Linked DNA regions of Mus musculus: region 2 is linked to region 1. Evidence: chromatin contacts called from public promoter capture Hi-C data. All regions are on one chromosome and are shown on one strand. The core of a region is the stretch at or near the end of the contact, and the rest is flanking DNA. Distances in the headings are between cores, read along the strand shown.

Region 1 (4,878 bases), core at 1,391-3,890:
GATGTTGCAAAGCTTGTTGGGAGAAAGGAGCCCTGCGTGAGCTCTTTTCTTGCTGTTCAGATGTTGGCCTTGCTTAGGGTTGGGGGTGGGAGGCCATCAAAGGAAAACAGAAGCCCAATCTGAATGTGTTTGCCAATTACAAGGAAAAGCGCTGGTGCCAACTCGGGCTTATCATGTTCAGAATTTAATGCTTTTGGAAAGGAATTGGTTTCCTTCTCGTGAAAAAGAACAGAAGGTCATAGAAAGAAGACTGTCCACTTTGTGATACAAACTGAGGCGAAAACCAATCTACAATTAAGTCACGGCTGGCTCAGTTCACCTCTGTCATGCCCACCAGAGCCAGCGCGGTGCCACCAGTTAGAGACTACCAATCTCATGGTTCGGCTTTAGCATAGCATTCAGGTCCCCTCCTCACCTAACCTGAGCCCATCTTCTAAATTTGTGCCCTACCCAGCCTCCTTTTTGCCACCCACAACCCTTCTCCAGGCACCAATCTCACATCCTTCCACGCCCCCAGGCCTCATAGGGTGGGCTTAAGGAATGATAAGAAACTACGTACGCATGCGTCTGGCATGCCCGAGGCCGTTATAAATGTTCCGACCTTTCTCTTCACCTTTGCTTATGCAGAAATGCCCCTTCCTATTACAGGCACTTGAGCTCTCTGGTAATGACAAACCAACTAACAAACAAACCGGAAGAGTGGGTACTAATGTTCAGGAGAGGTAAGGAGTGCCACCCCTCTTCCGGAAGAGGGACTCCCATAGACCTGCCTCCTCATTGCATGCCAGTGAGGAGCAGCAACAAGAATGGCAGCTGCAATATTTGTACCTGATCGCCTGCCGATCCTGAGTCACCTGTGATCGGTATACCTCAGCTGAAGGAGCAAAGGCACCGAGATGTTGGGAGATGAATTCCAGGCAACTTTCTGGATGTAGGCCAAGACCAATCTTTCCAAAAGAAAATGCTGTTTTAAAGATGTGCAGATTTGGAGCTGCTAGCTAGCTGCCTTCCCCAGCACATCCATAGGGAGCCAGTGCTCGGGGGGCAGGGGTCGGAAAAAATACCCCTTCGGAGGTGGAGGTCGTAGGCTCCACCTGAGAGCTAAACAGCAGTGTAGAGATACTATCCTGTGGGCAGTAACCCCGGGATGCCAAACAATATGAAACTGTTTCCCAACAGACAAGGGACCTCATAGGGTTTAATGTCCTCAAATGTTCTGGGAGGAAACCAAGCCATTGGGGAACCAAGCACCTAACTCTACTTAATTCTCAGTCATTTATATTAAAATAATTACATGTGGCCCGCACTTACCATATTGGACCGTGTAGCTCTAGAACATTCTGAAGGGTTGACAGCACTTTGCCCGTAACCTACATCGATAGGTCTCAGCTTACTTATTTACGTTTTATCTTTAAGCTTTATGCATTGCAATGAAAAGAGGATTTTTCAGAGTATTGATGGGCAAGGAGGCCCGGAAAGACATAATATGCATAAAAGCTTGGAGGCAGGCTATCATGGGCGTGGTTGAAACAGCAAAAATACCAGGCTGACTGGAAATAGAATTAGAGTTTCCAAAATAATCGGGGGAAACTATGACTATTGCATAAAGAAGCCTTAAAGGCAAAATTGAGGATCATAATACCTTGACAGGCGCCATACAGTCACGCAAGGCTCCCTGCCCACGAAGGGCTTGATGAGAGCTTTGCTTTACAAGACTGGTACCACCCATGTAGTGGATCCTGGCTTAAAATCACTGTGCCTTTATTTTGTATTCGTGTGAGTTGTGTGCACATGTATTCCTTGTGTGTAGGACGCCCATTGAAGCCAGAAGATAGATCACCTAAAGCTAAAGTTACAGGCAATCGTTAGGTACGCATTGTGGGTGCTGGAAACCCAACCCCGGCTTGGGGCTTCTGGAAGAGCAGTAAGCACTCCTTATAACTAAACCTTGTATTTTAGCTACTGCTATCTCAAAGGGTCAGCCCTTAAGCACACCTGCCGCTGTATTCTCCTACATCCAGCTATTCCCCATGAAGCTCCGTCTCTATTTCTAATATTCGTCTACCCATCATGGGATGCGCTCTGTGGTGGGTCCAGGAGAGTGACCTATTGACCTTTCATGCTTTCAGTCCTTAGCAGGAGCCTGGCTCAGTAACATCTCACTGTACACGTGTAGGCATTGAAGAGCAGCCTCCAGTGGATAGTTCAGTATCTTTTTCAAAGCAAAAACAAGACATCATCAATTCCTCTGAGATACCACACCAGGGAATAAGGTCGGGGTCCCCAGCACGAAACTCTTGCAGGGGCCCCCTCTCACAAATATTTACACTCTTCCTTTTACTTCTTTTGCCCCAGACCTTTCTCCCCACCCACGTACTGGGGTCTTTGCTCTTCCAGTCTTTCTTCTTGGAGTGTAGCAGACCTCAAGTAAACCTTTGGCCCCTCAGGGTCTTCAGGGACTTGCTCTTTAAACATCAGGAATGCCGAATGTTCATCCCACCGCCCAGGAGGTTGGCACTCTATTGGGTAAGCCGCACAGCAGCTACCGCAGCTTCCTGGTACCTTGACACAAAGCAGGAGTTCAGGATTCTTTGTTGGCTAAGTAAACAGCACCGCTGACTTCCCTTTTGTCACGCTGCTCTGCCTGAAGGCCTTCCGGTCATAACTGGCCCACACTGGTTTCCCATCCGCCTGACTCAGATAGTGTCAACACCTCAACTGCTCAGCTCTCGGTGTAGCGCCTCCCCAGGATGTGTCCGGTGTTACTTGTGCACGACAGACCATCTCTCTGAGTTATGTGTAAGCTTTCTTGTCGCCGTGCTTGCTCCCTGAATGCGTGCACTTCGCCTGGCTCATATTGTCCTTATGTACCCATAATAATGGTGATAAATGATTAACAGTATAGTCAAAATTAAGAGCAATCGGATTAGGGATATCCAATTGATGTTTTCAATGTTTAGAGAAACATTAGATAAAAAAGATGAACACTGGGTGAAAATACACAGCTAACAGAATGTGAAATTGAACCACTGGATGTATATAGACATCCAGTATTGTATAGTATGGTATGTCAGAGTTTATTATCTCATTAGTTACGTGGGAGTAGAATAAAAAGCATGTCTTGAACATGTGTCTGTGTATAGTAGAGTGTTTTACTAAACAGAGAAGTACAAAGCTAAGCATTTCTTTGCCTTCTAAATCCTGTACATCATTTTCATTATAGGCAAAAATGTTTTCTAAATCGTGTATTTTATTGAATGGTTATACTTTTACTAGTCAAAGCATAGCTTGATATGTCCCTAAGAAGAAAATTCATTTCCTCCCTCCCTCCTGCTCGCCTCTGTACCCATCAGTGTGGAGGCATATAGCCATGCAGTGTTCACTAACACTACCTACAAGCATGTCAAATGTTCAAGCTGCTATAACAAAACATCCTAGACTGGATGGTTTATCAACAACAGAAACCCAGTCTCACAGTTCTGGAGATGGGGAAGTCTAAGTAAGATCAAGGCCCTAACAGACTGCTCTCTGCTAAGTCCCTAGATTACCATCTTCTTGTGATCTTGCTTGGTGAAGAGCCAAGGGCCCTGGGGCATCTTTGTAAGGACCCTGCCTCCATGATCCACTCACATCCCAAAGGCCCCACCTTGACACCGGGGATTGTTTTCAACGTCTAAATTCTGAAGGGAACCCAAGCCTTCAGACAGTCAGATGTTGTAGATAGATAGCATTAACAAGTCCAGCATGCCCAGTGTGCAATGAAAAGTCTACATGTTATGCCGCTTAAATCTCATTACAATCTCATTTTATAAATGGGAACTCTGAGATGTTGGTTAATTGTTAATTGATTGCTAAGTGCCTGGAGCTGGGCTGCCAAGTCAGGCCTAACAAATCTCAGGCTTGTCTCTTGCCTGCCTGGGCCCACTGTTGCAGGCTAAAACCCCCACAGCAACGTCAGTGTCCTGCGCCCCTCAGGAAATGCCTCCTTGGGCATTGCCCAATCCCACTGTGAAAATGTGGTATCCCTCAGTTTTCCACTTTGCTGTTGTTTCAGGAAGAGCGGTTTAACACCCAGAGAAGCCTAATGGACAAGCGCCCCAGCAGGTAAGCCAGCAGTTTTCAGTTTATGCCTGGTTTTGGGTGGTCTGTTCGCTCCACTTTTGGCTAAATTTTATATCACTCAGAATGGAAATTCTCTTTTGTTTCCAGTATCATCGGAGCCAGTGGACAGAACAAGTCCCCAAAATCTGTTTCTTTCTGGCCCATTCAGACTTCCATTCAATTATGTGATTTATATATTTTTAAGGTTTTGTGGGATTTGTTGTTGTTATTTTTAGGTTTTTAATACTTTATTTTACTGGGGGGGGGAGGGGGCACCCATGCACGAGCCTGTGTGGAGATCAAAAGATAACTTGTGGGAATCAAGACTCTTCTTCCACCACATGAGGCTTGAACTCAGGTCCGTGGCCTTGGTAGCAGCACACTTACCCGCTCAGTCATCTCGCCGTGTCACGTCTCCAAGTCCTTGTGATTGCCTTTTCACTTTATGAAAATTAAAAGAGAATTAAAAATGTGTGTGATGAGACCACACAGCAACCAAATCTTCACATGGGAAGACTTCCAGTTTCCCAAGAACCTTGGGACATCTCCAGTGACGGTCACACTGGCTCTAGGGTATCATCCCAGGACTGTAGCCTCAGACTCCTCGGAATTTGTGAGGAAGGCATTTTATTTAGGCCTCATCCCAGACCCCTATACCAGAAACTACCCATAATGCCCAGCCCCAAGTGACTCCAGTGTATCAGTCAGTTGAGAGACCAGGTCCTGGGTTACACCTTCTATTTTGGTTTGAATATGAAATGTGTCCCTCATGCTCTC
Region 2 (4,878 bases), core at 980-3,479, 220 kb after region 1:
GTGTGTAGCTGTGTGGGCACCTGTGGTGCATGTTTGTGCAGAGAGGCCAGAGGCTGAAAGTACCTTCCTCATTCATTCTGCTTTAGCTAGGGTAGAGTTAGTTGTTGCTGTGAAGAGACACCATAACCAAGGCAACTCTTATAAAGGACATTTAATTGGGGCTGGCTTACAGTTTCAGAGGTTCAGTCCATTATCATCATAATAGGAAGCATGGCCGCATGTAGGCAGGCACTGTGCTAGTGAAGGAGCTAAGAGTTCTACATCTTGTTCTGCAGGCAAACAGAAGCTGTCTTCCAGGCATCTAGGAGGAAGATCCCCCAAAGCCCACCCCCACAGTGATACACTTCCTCCAACGAGGCCTCCTAATAGTGCCACTCCTTGGCCCAAGCATACTCTCATTGAACGAGGAGCCGATTGGCTAAATTCTAAATTGTCTGAACCACCCACTCTATGCATACATAGTCTGTCTACCTCCAGCATTAGATTTACAGATGAGCTCTGCTTGGCCGGGCTGGCTAGTGCATGCCGGGGACTTGAGCTTGGGTCTTAAAGCTTGCATAGCCAGCAGTTAACTGATGGAGCTGACTTTAGCCCCTCTCAGTTCCTTTAACTGGAGATGGGTGCCTCTCTGGGAAGGACCTATTCATTCTTCAGGGGACCTCCCACCAGCTAAAAGGTTGCAGAGCCACCCATGCTGGCAAGGACTCTAGTTGTGCTCTCTGCATGGTTATTATATCCCCTCCCCTGTGCCTCCCTCTTCTGTCCGTTTTCCTTCACCCCCAGGTCTGACCCTTATCTCTGCTGCTCTCTTCTTGACTTTTCTTTATCTCTTTGCTTTGTTCTCTCAGGCTGCTGAGTCTTTTCTAGCAATCCAAGACCAGTTAAGACTTTTGAAATCCACAGTAGGCCTCAGAGACGCCCTGGATATTGGGTGTGGCCAGGAAGTCTGTGTTGTCTCAGCCACTCAGCAGATGTTTGTTGTGCTCCCTTTGTATGACAGCTCTGAGCCTTGCCTTGGGGGCACCTGCCGGTGTAATGGGTAAGATGGTTCTCTGGGGTTGGAATCTAGTGTTAATCAAAAGGTTGGTCCCAGTTCCTGTTGAAGCTGGAACTATCTGGAACTATAGGCTTGATTGAAGCCAAGGTTTTATGGCGACCACATTTCAAAGTTTAATTATGGGGCCTTATCTTGCCCAGTGTTCATTTTGGGGAGTGACGATTAGAAGTGCTTCACTCCAGCCTTCCCTCAATTCTTAATGTAAAAGTCCATGTGGAGTTAGGTAATTCTCCAATCTTCACATCTCCAGCAATCGTTCTGTGAAGAAAACAAGGCAAGTGTACATAAATGATTCATGTCCTTATCTGTTTGCAATTAAGGTAATAGAAAAAGCACTAGGCTAATGTTCACCATGCAGTTAAGCAAGCCATTCAATTTCTGTAGTGTAAAATACTACCAAAACCATCAGCTATTATTGACCTGACTTAGAGTCATTGAAACACGACCAGATACAAAGGGAACACTTTGTAAGAATTATAAAGCACTACAAAAGTACGGTCTCGATTGTACTGACTGACCTACCACCCTGGAACAGTTTGAGGACCTTAGGGAAGGAGATGAACATCACAACTCAGTGTCAGACCAAGACGAAGTCATTTCAAACCTTGAAAAATATGCAAGAGAGGTTCTAGCTGGTTCCCCTTTTACAGATGGGGAAAATAGGTTCTTGGGAAACTTTCTAGCCTTCTCAAGCACGGGGTTGGTAAGCAAATGATCTGAGATCTCCCTGAGCGAGTTAGATGTCTGTCCTAAAACAGCATCTAGTTCATTTTCTCTAAAACTGTTCCCTCAGTAGGACAGAGAATACATCTTACATCAAATTCCTTAGCTCAGATTTCAAAAACACCAGGAAATGCAAAAGCCTCTGTTTATACAGGTTTTTCATAGAGGTGAGATGTGTGTGTGTGTGTGTGTGTGTGTGTGTGTGTGTGTGTGTGTGTGTGTTGAGGGCATGGTCTACCTTGCAGATTTTCTGTCTTTTTCTTAACCAAGCTGTGCCTGGTACATCCATGTCTTTCTTTCAGAACCCTTTAACCTCTGAGTCAGTGAAACAGCTCATTGCTGGAGGTAATAAAGAAGAGCTGCGGAAATGCTTTGGGGCCCGGATGGAGTTTGGGACAGCTGGCCTTCGAGCGCCTATGGGAGCAGGGATTTCTCGAATGAATGACCTGACCATCATCCAGACCACACAGGTACCATGAGTCAGTCTGTGAGTGCTGTTACTCCTGGGGCATCTCCCTGAGTCCTGATAGGTTTAATTTGTTTTAGTTCTGGATATGTCTTTGGATCTGACCAAAGAGAGAAAGTGACCACCATTTAATTTACAAAATGAGGCTTGTTCAGTCCTTATTTATAACCCATCAGCCTTCTATTCACCCAGCCAGCCATGCAACAAGTTTATTGAATGCCCACTGTGTGTCAGGCATAGTGAATGGATATAACAAAGACAGAGCCCCTTGTGGAGATTTTGTTATTATACAGACCCATTGACTAAGGTGATGGCAGGGAATATGAACACGAATATGCGGACCGGAATCTGTATTGGCATTTATAAATGAGCTGTGACCCAAACAAAATAACTAATCCCCACTGAGTTCTGTCTGTCTAAACAGAAGGTCAGTGGCACCTGGTGGGGGTATATATTGCCATGGCCGTATTTGGATAATCCCATTTGTCACACCTACTGTGAGGTGTGGGGCTTCTCTGGATTGAAGATTAACCTTGAACCTTTCCCCCTATATTCAACTCTATCTAATTTCCTGAAATGGAGAAATTAGGCTTAAGTAAGTTCAATGGCCACCGTGGCCCACTTTTCTGCTAGAACAACGGAACTCTTCTGAGAGTGGGCCTCATGAATGCACATAATAATGAGTCCTTTTTTTTTTAAGATTTATTTATTTTATGCATATGAGTACACTGTAGCTGTCTTCAGACACACCAAAAGAGGGTATCAGATCCCATTACAGATGGTTGTGAGCCACCATGTGGTTGCTGGGAATTGAGCTCAGGACCTCTAGAAGAGCAGTCAGTGCTCTTGACCACTGAGCCATCTCTCCAGCCCAGGAGGCCTTTGAAACCAAAGTGGAGAGTGATCTTATTCCATCATCCACCTACTGGCGTCATCCCTAGAAACCCTCTACCCTGGAGTGATGCTTCCCGTGGGACACGAGGATGCTCGGGGCAGAGAACATTTCAGGAAAGCAGCAGATGCAACTTTAACATCTTAGGGGCCATCCCAGAAGTGAAGGAGAGAGGACTTCTGGAATGGTCCGCTCTGGCTGCCACTCCAGCTGTGGGTGGCCTTCCCTGATGGAGCACTAGCATGTGGCTTGGTCGGTCACATCCCTGTTGTCCCCTTTACTGAGGCATTGACACTCTTGCTGCTGCTCCTTTGGGTATGAAGGGTAAGCCTAGTGGCACCTTAAAACTACCCTGCTTTGGTTAAGGCGCAGATGCATATGAGTGAAGACGATCTCAAAGAAGTAGGCCGGAGACTGGAGGAAAACTCCTCTACTATTTGCCTCAGCAGTAGAGGTTATAATTTCTTATGACAATTAATTCACGTCTTTTTGATGCTCTGTTTGTGATTATCGAAGAGTACTTAATTTAACCTGGACACATTGGTCACTAAGAACTCACTGGCCTATGAAATAGCCCGTTCTAACTAACTCAGGGCTAATCTCATTTAAAGATGGTTTCGGGGTACTGGAGAAATGGCTCAGCCGTGAAGAGCCCAGGCTGCTCTCGTTGAGAACTCCAGTTTGGTTCCCAGCACCCGTGTCAAGTGATTCACACTGCTTGTAATTCTAGCTCCAGAGGACCTGGCACCCTCTTCTGGCTTCCACGAGCACCTATATACCCATGAATACCCATGCACATACCCGTACACAGGCTCACACACATACATAATTTAAAATAATAAGGAAAGGGGCTTGAGAGATGGCTCAGTGGCTAAGAATACTTGCTGTTCTTACAGAAGATTTCAGAATCCACATCCAGTGGCTTATAGCCAACCTATAAGCTCCAGGAGATCAGACATCCTCTCCCGATACCCTGCACACATATGGCATACACTTACTCAGAAACACATGTGTGGATATAATTAAAAAGTAATTTCTAAAAGATGGCTTCATTAGTTTCATTCCAAACCCATCCTTTTTTTTTTTTTTTTTTTTTTAGCTCTTTAGTTATATATTTTGAAGTCGTGCAAGTTTTTATTTTGTTTAAGGTAGCATTTTAATTCTGAAAGCCTCCTTCGTCCCCCATGGAATAGTGTCCTTTCCCTCAACTATTTTCTGGACCTCGTCCATCACAGGACCCAGAAGTTTCTAGAAGATTTAGGGGTACGAGAATCTGGACTTGGGCTAGATGATTTTTGCTTCCTGACACATTGAGGTCACAGCTCAAAGGCTGACCTGGAAAGTCAGGTATAATGTCACCATTGTAAGCTGTGAAGCATCAGGCATCTGAATTCCTCCTTGGGGACCCACAAGACGAATACATACATCCTTATTTCCTTATCACTTTTGGAAGGTGTGCTGGATGCTATTTGTTTGCCAAAGGGGAAAAAAACAATCTAAATTGATGTAACATTGCTAACAAGACTGAGATCTATCCCTCTACCAAAAATTGTAGATATGCTTCATTATGTATAAGATTTCCTTTAGTCAGAGTGCAGTAAGGATTAGGTCACATCACTATTGCCCAGTCAACTAGAACTCTCTGACAATGTCCAGTGTATAGAGTGTTGAGATTCCAAGTTCGCTGCTCTCATGTGTCTGAGACCGATGTGATGCTGTTCGATCCCTGAGATACAGGGA

Evidence for each region. Promoter capture Hi-C pulls out the DNA fragments that hold promoters and counts their contacts.
Region 2: a contact with region 1 is called in a promoter capture Hi-C map of trophoblast stem cells, with 2.7 times the contacts expected there. The contact joins two enhancer-like sites. A contact is called at or near these places in 14 of 39 promoter capture datasets (the 3T3-L1 cell line, the C10 cell line, embryonic stem cells and 6 more), 1 of 115 datasets of contacts at active chromatin or transcription factors (embryonic stem cells) and 3 of 9 other capture datasets (adipose tissue, liver and pancreatic islet).

Annotation. Positions count from the first base shown.
Region 1 is chr5:63,872,396-63,877,273 of GRCm38.p6, forward strand. 0610040J01Rik (RIKEN cDNA 0610040J01 gene) reads left to right here. Exons shown (of 4, transcript NM_029554.4): 2 at 4,055-4,104. Among named protein-coding and RNA genes, the nearest start is that of 0610040J01Rik, 62 kb to the left of the region's middle. Within about 2 kb of position 2,641, at least 59 of the 459 cell types and tissues checked have an H3K27ac peak or open chromatin away from gene starts, as enhancers often do. A contact at or near this core is called in trophoblast stem cells, where this site is marked.
Region 2 is chr5:64,094,897-64,099,774 of GRCm38.p6, forward strand. Pgm2 (phosphoglucomutase 2) reads left to right here. Exons shown (of 14, transcript NM_025700.3): 2 at 2,083-2,250. Among named protein-coding and RNA genes, the nearest start is that of Pgm2, 4.4 kb to the left of the region's middle. Within about 2 kb of position 2,230, at least 4 of the 459 cell types and tissues checked have an H3K27ac peak or open chromatin away from gene starts, as enhancers often do. A contact at or near this core is called in trophoblast stem cells, where this site is marked.